Regions from separate parts of the Mus musculus genome. Here regions 2, 3, 4 and 5 are each linked to region 1. The links are chromatin contacts, called in public HiChIP or PLAC-seq and promoter capture Hi-C maps. All regions are on one chromosome and are shown on one strand. The core of a region is the stretch at or near the end of the contact, and the rest is flanking DNA. Distances in the headings are between cores, read along the strand shown.

Region 1 (2,897 bases), core at 151-2,650:
GTGGCTCACAACCATCTGTAATGGGATCCGATGCCCTCTTCTGGTGTGTATGAAGACAGCTACAATGTACTCATATAATAAATAAATAAATCTTTTTTAAAAAAGGATTGTATACACTAGAGTCTCTGAAGGAAATACAAGAGAATATTAGGCAAAATTAATATTCAGACAAATAATGTCTGGATTATATAGGAAAGAGCCTCTGTGGGGAGGGGAATCCTGGCCCCTGGGCTGGAAAAGTTCAGAGTAAAGGGTGGGTTGTGCCAGGTAGGGACTGAGGGATGCTGGGAGAACCTGGAGGCTATGTCGACTTGAATATGTTAAATATGCACCTCAGCCAATTGTTCTGGGTCAGAACTTCAACATCAATATTCTCTCATATGTGGAATCTAGGTGTGTTTGTATGTGTGTATTAGGTCAGGAAAGTAGAAAGGTGCTCATAAGGAAAAGGCTCTTTAGGGACCCGGGTGAAGGATTAGAAGGTAATAGAACACGTGTCAGTGGAAGCACGAAGGGTCTTCTTAGACAGGGAGGAGGAAGCAGGAAGACAGGGAAGGCACTGAGATGGGCACCAGTGAGGGTAGAGTAAAACGACATCTAGGATGAAAAGGCTGTAATGAAACCTATTGTTTTGTATGCTATCTTGAGGGGGCAGGGGAATTCCTCCACTGCCTCTAGTTCACTGTGGATTCTTTTTTCTTTTAATACAAGATCTCTCAGTAGTTCAGGTTGTCCTGGACTCTGAGTGTAGTCCAGAATGGTCTTGTACTGGAGGCATTCCTTCTGTTCCAGCCTTCTGAATACTAAGATTTTTCTCTTTCTCCCTCTTCTCTCCCCCCCACCCCCCCTTGTTCACCACATAAGTGCCTGGTGCCCTCAGGGCTAGAAGAGGAGTTACAGGTGATTGTCAGCCACCCCGTGGGTGCTTAGATTCGAACCCCAGTGCTATAAACGTGGGCCATCTCTCCCCTTGGTTTGTATCTTTTCTACCTTTTATTGACTGTAACGGGGTAAACCACTGTATCTTATGCTTCGGCTTCTTATCTATCAAATAAGTTGATAATGCCTGCTCTATTGGCCGGCTCTGAGAAGTAAAACAGTAAGAGAGCTTGGGTCCAGTGATTCTTCAAGCCTTGTTTTTGATATTGATCCAAAAAGCACATGGTAACAGGTCCTGGTGCTTGTCCCACACGGCCTGCTCCTCCTGAATTGTCAGAATACTGGGATCTAGGCATCCCTACTGCAGTGGGATACGGGGATGCGGCCTTGTGCATTTCTGTCAGTCTTGGCGGCTACTCTGGACCAGGACTCCTCAAACGGCTTTATAAATACAGAGCCGGAGTCCTGACCCATGGAAGAGGCAGGCAGGAAGAAGAGAGGCGTGGCAAAGGACCACTTCCGTTTCCGGTGACGCTAGCGCTTTCATTTCTGTCGGCTGAGGTGACTAAGATGGAAGCGTTTTGGGAGTCACGGGCTGGCCACTGGGCCGGGGGTCCGGCTCCAGGGCAGTTTTACCGCATCCCGGCCACCCCCAGCGGCCTCATGGACCCGGCGTCGGCGCCCTGCGAGGGTCCCATCACTCGGACCCAGTGAGTCGCGCTCTCACCGCGCCGGGAATGGGCGGCGGGCCGGGATGCGGGGACCTCTGATGCGCGGGCGCCAGCAATCGGGGCTCCGGCCTCGCGCTCAGGGACCCTTTTCACGATTCAGGAACCCCATGGTGACCGGGACATCGGTACTCGGGGTGAAGTTCGACGGCGGAGTGGTGATTGCTGCAGACATGCTGGGCTCCTACGGCTCCCTGGCTCGTTTCCGCAATATCTCTCGTATTATGCGAGTCAACGACAGCACTATGCTGGGTGCCTCGGGAGACTACGCTGATTTCCAGTATTTGAAACAAGTTCTCGGCCAGATGGTGTAAGTCGCCTCCAAGTGGAGCGGACAGCCTTCCGTTTATTATTCCTGTAGGCGGGATGGAGGGACTTGAGACTTTGGGTAATTGTTGAGACATTTGTGAATGTTTGGAATACTTTTTGGTATTGGGGGGGGTGGTCTTGGATTGTAGAATTGTGTGTAGAACAGGGAGTGGGATGGGGAGCCTGACCTGTTATCATTGCTTTCTCAATTGTATTTAAGGATTGATGAAGAGCTGTTGGGAGATGGACACAGCTATAGCCCTAGAGCTATTCATTCATGGTTGACAAGAGCCATGTACAGCCGCCGCTCCAAGATGAATCCCCTGTGGAACACCATGGTCATTGGAGGCTATGCTGACGGAGAAAGGTATTTGATAACTTCCTTGACCGCCTAACCTAGCACCTATGTAGTGTCTCTTCAGTCTTTAAACAGAATGGTTCTTTACACTTCTTTTGGTATTTGTGCTTGTGTAGTACTGTGTGTGTGTTTGTGTGTGCATGCATCTTCTGCATTGTGGATTCTAGAGATCAAACTTGGGTCATCGGGCATGCTGGCAAGTGCCCTCACCACCGAGCTATCCTGCTTCCCCACCCTCAGGCACTTTGACCCCAGAGAATTTCCATCTTTTAATTCAGACCTAATGGACACAGCTAAGAAATGGAAGATTAGATCAGTTCTTTGATGTGTTTGTCCCTCTAGCTTCCTCGGTTATGTGGACATGCTTGGTGTAGCTTATGAAGCCCCTTCACTGGCCACTGGTTATGGTGCATACTTGGCTCAGGTAAGTAGTGGGCCTAGCGATGGGGAGAAGAGAAATAGAAATGAGAAGGCAATGTTAATCTCTTTCCCTTGGAATTTTGATAAGAGAGGCTGGAATCCTAACGTTGGGCAGCTGGTTTTCTTTGTCTAAGGAGAATACGTTTACATTAACTTCCAGTGACAAGAAACAGCCTTGGAATGGAAACAGTGGCAGCCCTAGG
Region 2 (2,897 bases), core at 102-2,601, 470 kb after region 1:
GGGTAAATGCCTGTGACGAGGACAGGTTTGCTGGGTGATATCCATTTGAACCAACAGGCAAATCTAACCAGATATTACAAGTAAATTTGTGCTAAGTGTGTTACTAAGGGATAATATCATAAGGGATAGGCTAGTGAACTCAAATCAGGCAAACCAACCAGGATTTTACTTAAAACACCAAAGCGGTCTGAGCCTGGTGTGACAACACATGCATATAACCCCAACAGAGAGGAGGTGGAGACAGAAAGAACTAGAGCCTAAATTCATTCATAACAAGTACAAGGCCACTGTGGGTGACATGAAATCCTGTTTGGGAGTGGTGATGGTAAGGAAGCCAGGTGTCCAATCTCCCAAATACCAGTACCTGAAAGGTGGAGGTAGAAGGATCAGCAGTTTAAGGATGGCTACAGGACAAGTTCTTGACCAGTCTGGGTTAACTACAAGAGATGTCTCAAAAACCAACCAATCAGCTGGAGAGATGGCTAAGCGGTTAAGAGCACTGACTGCTCTACCAGAGGTTCTGAGTTCAACTCCCAGCAACCACATGGTGGCTCACAACCATCTGTAATGGGATCTGACGCCCTCTTCTGGTGTGTCTGAAGACAGCAGCGATGCACTCACATATATAAAATATATAAACCTTAAAAAAACAAAAACAAAAACAAAAACCAACCAACCAACCAACAGGCAAATCTAACCAGATATTACAAGTAAATTTGAGAAAGGAAGATTGATAGACAATCAATCCAATCTAGAGCGTTCTGGTGCTGGCCTGTACTGTACTTCCACCACTTCAGAGGCAAGGGCTGGAGGATTTTGAGTTCAAAACCAGCTGACTGTCACAGGCTCCGCCACTAAAAGAAAACAAAACACCTTGCAACAAAACACCCTGCAGCTACAAACAGTCACTGGACTAAGTTGAGGAAGGTAAAAGGCAAATTAATAAAAGGTCCCTCGTTTCAAAGAGAGCCGGCTTAGGAGTGCTGAGTTGTGGTGAACGTCCTATCAATCCTGGGGGCCTAGCTCCCCGGCCCAGAGCCCCTGATCTGAGTCTGGTTATTAGCTCCCAGCACAGCTGCCCCACGCGGTGATCCGCGAGGGCCTCACTCCTAGCCCCCAAGTGTCCCACGCCTCCCGACCCTCAGTCCCGCGCTTCGGTCTTCCAATTGCCAGGGTCCCTACCGCTCTGCTTCTCCCACACCCCAAACTTCCCTCTCGCGCCCTGCCTTTACCGCTCCTCCAGAGTTGCGCGCTCTGCGCTTCGCCTCGCACCTCACCCCCGCCGCCGCCGCCCTGTCGCTCCCTCAGCGCAGCCGCCTAGCGGGTCGCTTTTCAGCAGCCGCTTGTTCCGCCCCCGCAGCGCATCCTCACCAATCAACGCTCACTTTGAAGTCTGACCAATCGCGCTCCTCCGCCGCAGCCAATCCTTCTGCGGACTGCCGTGAGCGACGTGGCTGGTGCGCGCTCAAGTCCAATTACCCGGATGAAAATCCAAGCCCGCCCACGTCCACAGCCAGTTAGAGCCCGGGGAAGCCGATGCTTTTAATGGAGCTCGCACCTGCTGAGAATTAAACAGCCAATTAGAGGCTTCTGGAGTCCTCGGTCCTCCTCTAGGAGGTTGTGCTGCTTTAAGCCGCGAGGGACTTTGGCGCTCCGAGGGTCGGGGGATTGGGTCACTCGTGGGTGTCCCGAGGCCTACGGAGTCATTCCGCGGCCAGCGGCCTTGGGGGAAGCCACCTCCTGATTGCGGCGCCACTTTATCTGTTAAGAATTTCTGCCTGGATGGACCCCCTACCCCCATCTTAGCCAGGGGACAGGAAAGCAACTATGTTAAAGGAGTGAAATGGGGGCGGGCGCTGCACACGCCACGTGGACCGAAAGTCACCGTGGCCACCACCTGGGTAAGGCAGCTATGGGAGGAGCGCGCCAGCAGGGGCCCCCTGCCTTGCCCCGGGGCCGTGGACCTGTGGAAGGGGGAGGATTTGGCAGGCAGCGGTTTGCTTGAAAAACTGAATTCCAGCCGCCGTCTGGGTCGTTCCCGAACCGTTAGGAACGGTTGGCCCTGCTACCACCTTCACTTTGAGGCGAGGGCACAGTCGCTCCGAGTCTCCAGGAGATGTTTTGTGCTGGCACATGATGAATACTCATTAAACATTTGTTGAGTGAACATAGCTAGCATTGTGTCTGACCCAGATGTCTTTGGGTCAATTTCCTATTATTATTATTATTACCACTACTACTGTTATATGTTGCTATGTTGTCCAGGCTGTTCTCAAATTTTGTTCCCTTAGGCTCTTGAGTAGCTGGGCTTGCAAACATGCTCGCCTTCTAGTCATCCAAAATATATATTTGGGTAAATAATACATGCACTTTCAAGAAGATTCACAAGTAACAAAAGGTTATTGAAGAAAATGTCCCTTCAGAGGCAACCAGTACAACCAGTTTCTTGGGAAATTTTTCATCCCACACTTAAAATACACGTAAATGTATTTTTGCACAGCTGAAAACATGCTATAGATATAATTTTATAACTTCCTTTTTATATATGTTAGTGTTTCAAAGCAACTACCTTTCTGACTCTTAGTTAAATCTCAAGATATGACAGGGATATAGAAGATGTATTTAACCAGAACTTTTAACATGTTTACTTTTAAGCATACTTCACTTTGCACTTTAATTTTTTTTTTTTTTTACTTATAAGACACAGTATCTCTATATAGTCGTGGATGGCTTGGAACTCTTTGGGTGGACCAGTTTTGTTTTGTTGTTTTGAGACAGGGTCTCTCTTTGTAGATGAGGCTGGAATCAAACTTAGAGATGCACCTGGGCATGTATCACCATGCTCAGATTAATTTTGCTTTTAAATGACTATCCCCATGGTAACTACTTAACGAATA
Region 3 (2,897 bases), core at 111-2,610, 440 kb after region 1:
AACAGCTTCCTATTTTCAGGAGAAGCATACACTGCCAGTCCCTGAGAAAGGAGCTTGTTACGACCCACAGATTTCTTCACTGAGACCAGATCACCCCGGACTCCAATTTCTGTCAATGAGAACGGGAATGGCAGATGAAATCTCTGCAGGCTATGGAAAAGATGATCATGGGATCAGCCACAGGTAAAGGCTGTGCCTTAGTGTACTCAGGCCTTGGGGTACATCTCCAGCATCACCAAAAGGGAGGGGCATAGAAAAGAGACAGCCCTTACTTTCTCACAGTTTTTATTCTTCCTTACAAACACCACCACCACCACCACCGTCAATTTACTAGGGCAGGTTATAAGGTCCAGTCGTTAAAGTGCCAGCTGCATAGAGGATCTGAGTTTGGATATTGTCCATAACCTTAGCACTGAGGGGAGGTAATACCTACATCCCTGGGGGCTCAACTCATGCCCTGTATCAAATAAGGTGGACCTTTGGCGCCCCCCTTCTTTCTCTTTCTCTCTCTCTCTCTCTCTCTCTCTCTCTCTCTCTCTCTCACACACACACACACACACACACACACACACACACACACACACCATGCATTTATTAGGAACTACACTTGTCACACGTCTAGCTTAAAAACTGGTGCAGACTGAGCTGTTCAATCAAAGAATGTCACTGTTTGTGCTGCGAACTGTTAGGCTTCTCTTTACACAGTTAACAATATTGCACACACGTTTTAATTTTCCGTGACTTTTTTTTTCTCACCAGAACCACAAAGTAGTAAAAACAAAGCAACAAAAGAGAGGCAGGAAGCGGTTAACGTCAAACAAGAGCAGGGGACAGAGGACAGGGACAGGGGAAGGGGTCAGTACCTGGGCCCAAGCCTTACCGTCCACAGACTGCGTGAGGATGAGCTCCAAGTTGTCTTTGGGCCGGTGTTTCGTGTCCTCCACCAACTTATACACGCGGTGACGCCGGTGCAGGTGCGGCTTTCGGCCCTCCCCGGCGAGCGGCACCTTCCACCAGCGCTCCACGATGACCGTGCTCTGGTGGTCAGGGAGGCTGGGGTGAGCGAGTGTCCGCAGAGAACAACCCGCCACCCCGCCGGCGTCCCCAGGAAAGTCTGCCCCCCAGCCCCGCAGTCTGAGTCTGGCACGAACGACACTCCTGTCCCCCACCGTGTAGGACCCAAGCCCCAGCCGGCCCTCACCTGATAATGAGAGAGACTGAAGTCACGCCCCGGGGTACTCCCTTCAATTCGCGGCCGGAATAGCTCCCGGATGCCTCCTTGACGCAGCCAAGCAGCACCTGCCCACCACAGAGTCCTAACCCCGGGAGCCACAGAGGCCGCCATGACAGCGGAGCGGACAGGCGGAAGAAGGACCCCGCGCATGCGCAGCTGCGCCTCTGGGCTGCCCGCGGCGCGCCTGAGTGGTATAGATATAGGCTGCGCTGAGACCTGGGCATGGGGAGTGGGAGAGTTGCCGCAACCCCGCCTTGCACGCCGACGATAGGACAGCGGAGAGAACTGCTTTTTTTTTTTTTTGTCACCACTTTCCACAGAGCTTTGCGTGGACCGACAGTGGAAAACGTACTTTTTTTTTTTTTTTTTTTTTTTTTTGGCTTCACTTTTAAAAAAAGAGGCGGAGGGGGCTTGGCGCACCCTGTAATCTTCCTGCAGGACAAGTTCAAGCTAATCTGGTTTACATCTCAAGCTCTAGGCCAGCCAGGGCTACATAGCGAGACCAATAATAATAATTAACTGGTGAGGAGGAGGATTTTTATCCATAAAAACCAATGATAACAATATAAGTGGTTTGGTTTAGTTCTAGGTACTGGGATCACTTCTAATTTTGACATGCTATAATTTCTGAACACTAAAATATGGATGTCACTCTCAATTTTCCCTTGAATCTTTCTAAAAGTAGTCGAAGGATGGGATCCTCTAAAAACTCTGCAACTTTCCATGATATTGTTACTATTGTATTTAAGCTAATATTTAAAGAGTTGCAGGAGACAAACTGTAGAGAAAAAGAAACTACTGTTAGGCACAAGCAGGTCCTTCTGTGGAGTCTTTGTGCTTAATAGATGGTTATAAAATGAGGGTCTATAAAGGAGTGTGGAAAGATGTGCTACACTCCATTTTATGTGCACTTACATAGACTGACCTACACGCATTTCCTTGGTATTCAGGACAAGTCTTCAACAGTCTTTTAATTGTTTGCACCCAGCACTCAGTATGTGGAATTTCATTCTTTTTAGTATCCAGTGTCTTGATGCTCTCAGTTCACCTTATGGCTAACCGCTATTTATATGCCAGTGATGTCCAAATTCTTATCCTAGGCTCCCACAAACTTCACATTGGAATACCCAACTTCTTATTCATCATCATCTTATATGTCTAACAGACATTTAAAACGTAATGTATGCCCCATTCTTTATAAACTGCCCTACCTGCAGGTGTTCCTGTTACAGCTGATGAGAATTCCATTTTGTTGTTTTGTTTTCCTCCATTCTTTGAAACATCTTATTATTTTAAAATTTTTACACGTTTGTATATTTGAGATTATATAATTTTACCCTTTTTCTCCTTCTAACCCCTCTCCTCCTCTCTCAGATTCATGGACTCTTTCCCCTTGTTATTTATATTTGTGTTTATACATTCTTAAATATATAAATATAATCTGCTCAGTCTGTACATTCTTACTTGTACGTATGTATGTTTTCAGGGCTGATCATTTCGTATTGGGTAACCAACTGGTGTGCTCTTCCCTGGGGAAGATTATTTCTCCTGTTCTCAGCATTCTTTTCTTGCCTGTAGCTCTTTGTCTAGGGTTGAGGCCTTGTGAGCTTTTTCCTTTCTCATTAGTATATTAGTATATTAGTGTCCTCCTTGTTCAGGTCTT
Region 4 (2,897 bases), core at 279-2,778, 410 kb after region 1:
GTGCGCGCGCTCTTGCTCGCTCTCTTTTCCCTTTTCTCCCTCACCTCCCCGCCCCCGTCCCATCTTGACCATCATCACCCTCTCTTCCATTTTCCCTACTTCTCGAATCTCCTAGACTTCACAAGAGACAGGTGCGCAGAGTGCGCGGAGAAGGAAGCGACAGCCGGAAGTGCTTTTTCCCCAGAACCCAAAGATTTCAGGAAGTCTTGTGGCCCTGGGTCCCCGGAGCTTGGAGCTCTCCAAGTGCTGATCCAAGCCAGCTCTGCTTAGCAGCACAGCGCTTGGAGAGACCTCAGGAACCTCTTCCTAATAACTTTCTAAAACCAGTCTCTCTTGTCCATGCTCCTCTCCCCGGCTCCTTCATCTTAGTCCTGGGTTGCCCTGGTTTGACTGTGGCCACTCTTTCTAGGTTAAACACACCTGACCAGCCATCCCAACATTATCTGGGGCTTCTCACATTGTCAGTCTTGATCATCTCCTAAAACTTGTCCTTCTCATCCTTCTGTTCATCCCATGCCACCAACGCCCTCCTCCATCTCGTGCAGAGTTCCCCTTAGTTTTTCACCTTATGGTCCCTGTCTCTCAGCTGAGTTCTCACTTAGTTCCTTTATCCAGTCCTTCAGCCCCTGGACTCTGCTTCCAAATCAGCCCTTTCCAGCCACTCCATCCCCCCAGCCTCCTCCATCCTTCTTGCCTAGCAGGCCACTCAGTGCCTCCTCTCCAGCCTGGCCTGACCCCTCACCCTTGTGCAGCCCGGTGTACTTGTCCTTGATGACAGTCAGCTCGAAGATCCGACCAAACTGCTCGAAGATGGGCTTCAGGTCCTTTTCCTCCAGATGCCTCGGGATCTGCCCCACAAACAGCTTGATGGCATCTGGCTCCTTCATTGGGGCGGCCCAGGAGGAGGGGCCGGGGGTGGGGGAGCAGGGAGAGGACCAAAGACAAGGGAAGCTGCCCAACCAGGAGGCAGGTGGTAGGGCCCAGGGGCCCAGCAGGGCCAGCTTTTCCTTTGGCCCCCAACCACACTGCTGAGCAGAGGAGGGCTCTTCACACAAAGGAGGCCTGGGGAGTTGAGGGCTAGGGGTCAGGGGTCTAGGCAGACAGTGTCAGGCCACCAGGGGCATAGCCCAAGCAAAGGATCTCCCTCCCAGAGATCTGGCAAATATCCCAGGCTGAGGGTCAGGGTGACCAAACCCTGGGGCGTTTGGGTGGTAGCTGGAACGGTGGAGCTCAGAGGGCGGGAGCAAAGGCACAGATGCCAAAGGAGATGGGGTAAAGTCAGAAGAGGGCGATAGGAAAGAGGCTGAGGGGCTAGGGGACTGCTATGGTTGCCAGCAGCGTCATGAGGGGGTCCCTGCTCCTGATGTGGGGCAGGTGACTCTCTCGTTGGCTTCCTAGGGAAGACACCTCCCTGTGGCTGATCCTTCTGCTGGGTCCGAAGATCCCTGATGCCAAATGCTTGATCTCTGATGGCGGCAGGGCTTCGGGGGTCCCTTCTGCCCTGTCCCCTTCAGGTTCTCCCTAGACCCCCCCCTCCCACCCCCACCCTGTATGGTTCCCCGGCCTGGGCTGTTGCCGGCTACTCCCGACACTAGGGCTGCCTGCTTTCCCGGTCACCTGGGTCCCGGAGCTCTGCTCTCCGGCCGCGCTCTCCTCAACAAAAACCTCCCCCCCCTCCACACCCCCCCTCCCCACTCCCACCTCCTTTCCCCTGACATCAGTGATGTCAGTCTCAGGGGTGGAATACAAATTCTCTACCCTGGAGAGAGACGCACAACCCGGGCAAGAGCCACGCCCTCTTTCTATCTCTATCCTCCCTGACTCCCTTTCTGCCCCAGAAGAGCAGCTGGTCTTGATAACAACCCTTCCCCCATCTTACTCCCCAATCAGGAGTTGGGCAAGAGACGAAGATGGAGAATTTATAGAGGAGCCCTAGGGTGGGGTCCATTGTTCCGGGGGTTGGAGCTGTCCCCGGTGCTGGAAGAGGAAGAGCAGACCCGGGAGATGGAAGCTGGGAGGGGGGGGGGGGGCGGTGAGGAGAGGGCAGCCTGGCCTTTGGGGAGTCTGAGAGTGAGAACCCAAGGAAGGAAACAAGGAAAAGAAATGAGAAAGATCAGTCAGGCAGGTTGAAGGGCAGACAGGGAGGTGTAGATGAGGAAGGAAGCAGCCACAGGGTCTAGGAGGAAAACAGCAAAAGTGAGATGGAGAGTAAAAAAATTTGAACGGGTGTGGAAAAGGAGAGAGCTGGTGGGAGTGAGTGCAGAGAGAGTCTGCATACTTTTCCAGAAAAAGAAACAAGGGAAGCTATAGCAGTCTGGCATTTTCAGACACCCCCTTCCTTCTCTCTGGGGGTGTTGTGTGTATGAGTGCTTGGGCAGGGAGGCAGCGGCTGGTGGCAGCTCTCGTATTATCCTTGTAGACCAAGACTGCACACAGCGTCTAGCATGATGTCTTGCTTACACATAGTAGGTGCTTATCAAATGTAAAGAACCTGTGACAAGTAGAGAATCTTGATTCCTTCTGTGGGAACAGGCACAGATGCCAGGCTCCCCTTGAGGGCAAAGTACCCCATTTCTCCTTCCTTTGCTTCCTTTGGTTGGGTTCCTAGAGTAGATCTCAGAGTCAGATGAAAGGAGGCAAAAAAAAAAAAAAAAAAAAAATAGAAACTATTTTTCTCCAAAACAGTTATACTTCTAAACCTGGTTGTATGTTCCAGGTTGGCCCTCTGTGCTCCAGCCCCATACCTGCCCCATGTGTCTGTTGGCATCAGCTCTCTGTGATAGCAATCCTGGCTCACCATCCATCCATTCTCCACTGGCAGCTTCCATAGAACACCCTGCTTCCCCTTCTGCCCAGGGTGGAGCAGCTGTCTCTGAGACTCCCAGATGCATCCCAGA
Region 5 (2,897 bases), core at 203-2,702, 340 kb after region 1:
CAGGTTCTCCGAATGGTCAGATCTTGACTCTCAAAGATCAAACAACAACAAAACCCATTGTTATAATTTATTCTAGTCATTACTGTATATGTACTTAAAAATATGTAGCTGGGTATAGTGGCTCACGTCTGTGCTTGGATTAGAGGCATAGGTAATTCCATCTGGCTGAAATATATATTTTTAAAATATTAATTGGCACAGACACTTTATATATTTGTAGAGTACAATATGACACAATACCTGTGTATAATGTGTAATGATCAGTATAGAGTGGTTGAATATATTTGCCTACTTCCTGATCTTAGAGGAACAATTTCACCTTTTCCCCATTGTGTCTGATATAGGCTGTGGGTTGTGGTTAGCCCTCACTGTGATGAGATACAATCTCAGTATACTTTGCTGAAGGCAGTTTGGTTTTTTTTTTTTTTTTTTTCCCTGGAGGAATGCTGAACGTCAGCAAATCCTTTTTCTGAATGTATTGAGACGATGGTGATTTTTATCCTTCATTATTTGATGTGATATATTTATTGATTTGCATATGTTATACCAATTTTTCATCAAATTTAGCTTTTTAATATTTTGTTGAAGTTTTACATGCTTGTTCATTAAAGGTATTGCTTTTAGGTTTTTTTGTTTTGTTTTTTTGAGACAGGGTTTCTCTGTGTAGCCCTGGCTGTCCTGGCACTCACTTTGTAGACCAGGCTGGCCTCGAACTCAGAAATCCGCCTGCCTCTGCCTCCCGAGTGCTGGGACTAAAGGCGTGCGCCACCACGCCCGGCTGCTTTTAGTTTTTGTGATTTGGTTGTACTGGCTCTGGTGTGTGTGTGTGGGGGGGGGGGTCATATGCATACCTAGAAAGTTATGGAAGTCAGAGAACAACTTGTAGAAGTTAGTTCTCTTCTACCAAGTGAGTCACATGCATTGACTGAGGTCGTTAACCTTGTCAGCACCCATTGAGGCATCTTCTTGCCTTAGAATTTTCTTTAATTGTATGTATTTGTACAGTTTCTAAAGTTTTTTTTTTTTTTAAAGATTTATTTATTTTATATATGTGAGTACACTGTTTCTGTCTTCAGACTCACCAGAAGAGGGCACTGGATCCCATTACAGATGGTTGTGAGTCACCATGTGGTTGCTGGGAATTGAACTCAGGACCTCTTGAAGAGCAATCAGTGCTCTTAACCGCTGAGCCCCTAAAGTTCTTGTTCATGTGATTTAAAAAATATTTTGACAGGTTCATGCTTATAAACAATACAATGTATCTTGATCATAATGTACTCCAAATCTACTTTCCCACTTCCCAAAAGCACTCTAACATTCCTTCACCTTTATGTCATCTTTTTATTTATTGTTTTTTTTTGTTGTTGTTGTTGGTTGGTTGGTTACCTACTGAGTTGGTGCTTCTTGTTGGAATGTCATTGACCTTGTGCAGGCAGCTATAACTGTTGAAAGTTGATGAATGTAGTAGCCATGTCGTGCCCAGAAGGCAGCACTTCACAGCTCCCGTCTCCATTCTTTGGCTCTTACACTCTTCATCCTCTTGACACAGTTTCTTGAGTCTTGAGTTGAAGAGAAATTGATACAAGTGTTTTATTTAGGACTTAGTACTGGATAGTTGCTTATCCTCAGCTCTTGACCAGTTACCAGTCTGCATTAACTGCTGCTCATTTCCATAGCCGCTTCTCTGGCCAGGATTAAAGGACGCATTGATCTGTGTACAAAAGCAGAATTAATTAGAAAACCATTTGACAATGTGTCCGTTTAGCAAGACCACAATCATAGGTTCCCCCTCGACGGTTTATAGTCTTCTATAGCCGTGGGCTGTTGGCCAGATTGATGAACCAGGTGTGGAGTGTGGAGCAAGCCTCAACCCACTTCAAAAGTGATCGCTAGTTACACTTCTGTATGCTGAAGTGCCGAGTAGGCACATCTTGCCTGGTATGTCAGGATTGTAGCATGCAGGGTTCCTTGTTGGTTAGTACCACTGATGAGTTTTCTTCCCCAGCAGCCTGCAGAGCACCTCTGGCACTTTGAAAGCTAGCCAATAGGGAGGATGTTTTCAATCAGTTTCAGCTTGATTTCTCCGCGTTCCACAACCGAAGCGTGTGTGTCTGCAGCAATAGAGTTTGATCATCTAGTTTTGATGGGTAAGCAAGAGCAATGCAACAGCCTGTGTTTTGAGGACCTTTGAGGCTTCCCTGACCAATAACTTACAGAGAGACGTTTCATGCCTCACACTGAGATGTAATAACTCGTGTCTTTTTAAATAGCTGGGCAGTGGCGTTGTGAGCCTTTAATCCCAGCACTTGGGAGGCAGAGGTAGGTGGATCTTGGAGCTCAGGGGCAGCCTGGTCTACAGCCTGAGTTCCGGGACAGCCAAGGCTACACAGAGAAATCCTGTCTCAACAAAAAACAACAAAAAAGCCCAAAGCCAAAAAACTAAAACAAAATAAGCCTCTCCCGCTACTCCCCAATCATACTTACAAAGTACTGGTTTTTTTGCACTGGTTTCTGATTTCTTGTGAGTGTGTATTTGTGTGTATCTGTGTGTGTGTGTGTGTGTGTGTGTGTGTGTGTGTGAGAGAGAGAGAGAGACAGACAGACAGACAGACAGACAGAGACAGAGAGACAGAGACAGAGAGACAGAGACAGAGAGAGATTAGAAAAGACACAGGTTATGATTATAACCTTCGACTTTGTTAAAACTTGATTTATACCCACACATTCAGTCAGTTCCACAGGATTCTATTTGATGATGAAACAAATGTGTATTCTGTAACTCTTAAAGTTGTATAAATGTTTTTTGGGTGCTTTTAGTCCTTACAATAGGTTAGTCTTGACTTTTTTGTTGTTGATATTTTGGAGGGGTTTGGGTGACGAAGGTGTTGTGTCAAGTT

The links. Promoter capture Hi-C pulls out the DNA fragments that hold promoters and counts their contacts. HiChIP or PLAC-seq counts read pairs in DNA pulled down with a chosen protein or histone mark.
Region 2: a contact with region 1 is called in a promoter capture Hi-C map of second pharyngeal arch cranial neural crest. The contact joins the promoter of Tdrkh here to the promoter of Psmb4 in region 1. A contact is called at or near these places in 15 of 39 promoter capture datasets (the 3T3-L1 cell line, 3T3-L1-derived adipocytes, the HPC-7 cell line and 8 more), 1 of 15 datasets of contacts at CTCF or cohesin (the NIH/3T3 cell line), 1 of 115 datasets of contacts at active chromatin or transcription factors (embryonic forebrain) and 4 of 9 other capture datasets (adipose tissue, embryonic stem cells, liver and 1 more).
Region 3: a contact with region 1 is called in a promoter capture Hi-C map of embryonic stem cells, with 4 times the contacts expected there. The contact joins the promoter of Mrpl9 here to the promoter of Psmb4 in region 1. A contact is called at or near these places in 19 of 39 promoter capture datasets (the 3T3-L1 cell line, 3T3-L1-derived adipocytes, the C10 cell line and 12 more), 1 of 15 datasets of contacts at CTCF or cohesin (the NIH/3T3 cell line), 4 of 484 Hi-C or Micro-C datasets (CD4 T cells, cortical neurons, embryonic stem cells and 1 more), 18 of 115 datasets of contacts at active chromatin or transcription factors (the NIH/3T3 cell line, astrocytes, effector CD8 T cells and 12 more) and 4 of 9 other capture datasets (adipose tissue, embryonic stem cells, liver and 1 more).
Region 4: an H3K4me3 HiChIP or PLAC-seq map of forebrain shows a contact between it and region 1, with 2.6 times the contacts expected there. The contact joins the promoter of Celf3 here to the promoter of Psmb4 in region 1. A contact is called at or near these places in 13 of 39 promoter capture datasets (the 3T3-L1 cell line, the C10 cell line, the HPC-7 cell line and 7 more), 1 of 484 Hi-C or Micro-C datasets (embryonic stem cells), 9 of 115 datasets of contacts at active chromatin or transcription factors (SST interneurons, astrocytes, differentiating embryonic stem cells and 6 more) and 3 of 9 other capture datasets (adipose tissue, embryonic stem cells and liver).
Region 5: a promoter capture Hi-C map of the C10 cell line shows a contact between it and region 1. The contact joins the enhancer-like site here to the promoter of Psmb4 in region 1. A contact is called at or near these places in 12 of 39 promoter capture datasets (the C10 cell line, the HPC-7 cell line, cranial neural crest and 5 more) and 1 of 115 datasets of contacts at active chromatin or transcription factors (the 230-238 cell line).

Annotation. Positions count from the first base shown.
Region 1 is chr3:94,885,461-94,888,357 of GRCm38.p6, reverse strand. It overlaps Psmb4 (proteasome (prosome, macropain) subunit, beta type 4), which reads left to right and starts at 1,400. Exons shown (of 7, transcript NM_008945.3): 1 at 1,400-1,589; 2 at 1,711-1,917; 3 at 2,137-2,283; 4 at 2,617-2,698. The coding sequence starts at 1,450.
Region 2 is chr3:94,411,698-94,414,594 of GRCm38.p6, reverse strand. Tdrkh (tudor and KH domain containing protein) reads right to left here and starts at 1,351. Exons shown (of 14, transcript NM_001357711.1): 1 at 1,233-1,351. 1700040D17Rik (RIKEN cDNA 1700040D17 gene) reads left to right here and starts at 1,640. Exons shown (of 2, transcript NR_152121.1): 1 at 1,640-1,901.
Region 3 is chr3:94,441,799-94,444,695 of GRCm38.p6, reverse strand. It overlaps Mrpl9 (mitochondrial ribosomal protein L9), which reads right to left and starts at 1,360. Exons shown (of 7, transcript NM_030116.2): 1 at 1,202-1,360; 2 at 881-1,037; 3 at 1-109. The coding sequence starts at 1,345.
Region 4 is chr3:94,477,097-94,479,993 of GRCm38.p6, reverse strand. It overlaps Celf3 (CUGBP, Elav-like family member 3), which reads right to left and starts at 1,528. Exons shown (of 13, transcript NM_001357784.1): 1 at 743-1,528. The coding sequence starts at 887. It also overlaps a transcript of Riiad1 not described here.
Region 5 is chr3:94,546,691-94,549,587 of GRCm38.p6, reverse strand. All of the region lies in intron 2 of Snx27 (sorting nexin family member 27), which reads left to right. Among named protein-coding and RNA genes, the nearest start is that of Snx27, 35 kb to the left of the region's middle. Within about 2 kb of position 1,452, at least 4 of the 459 cell types and tissues checked have an H3K27ac peak or open chromatin away from gene starts, as enhancers often do.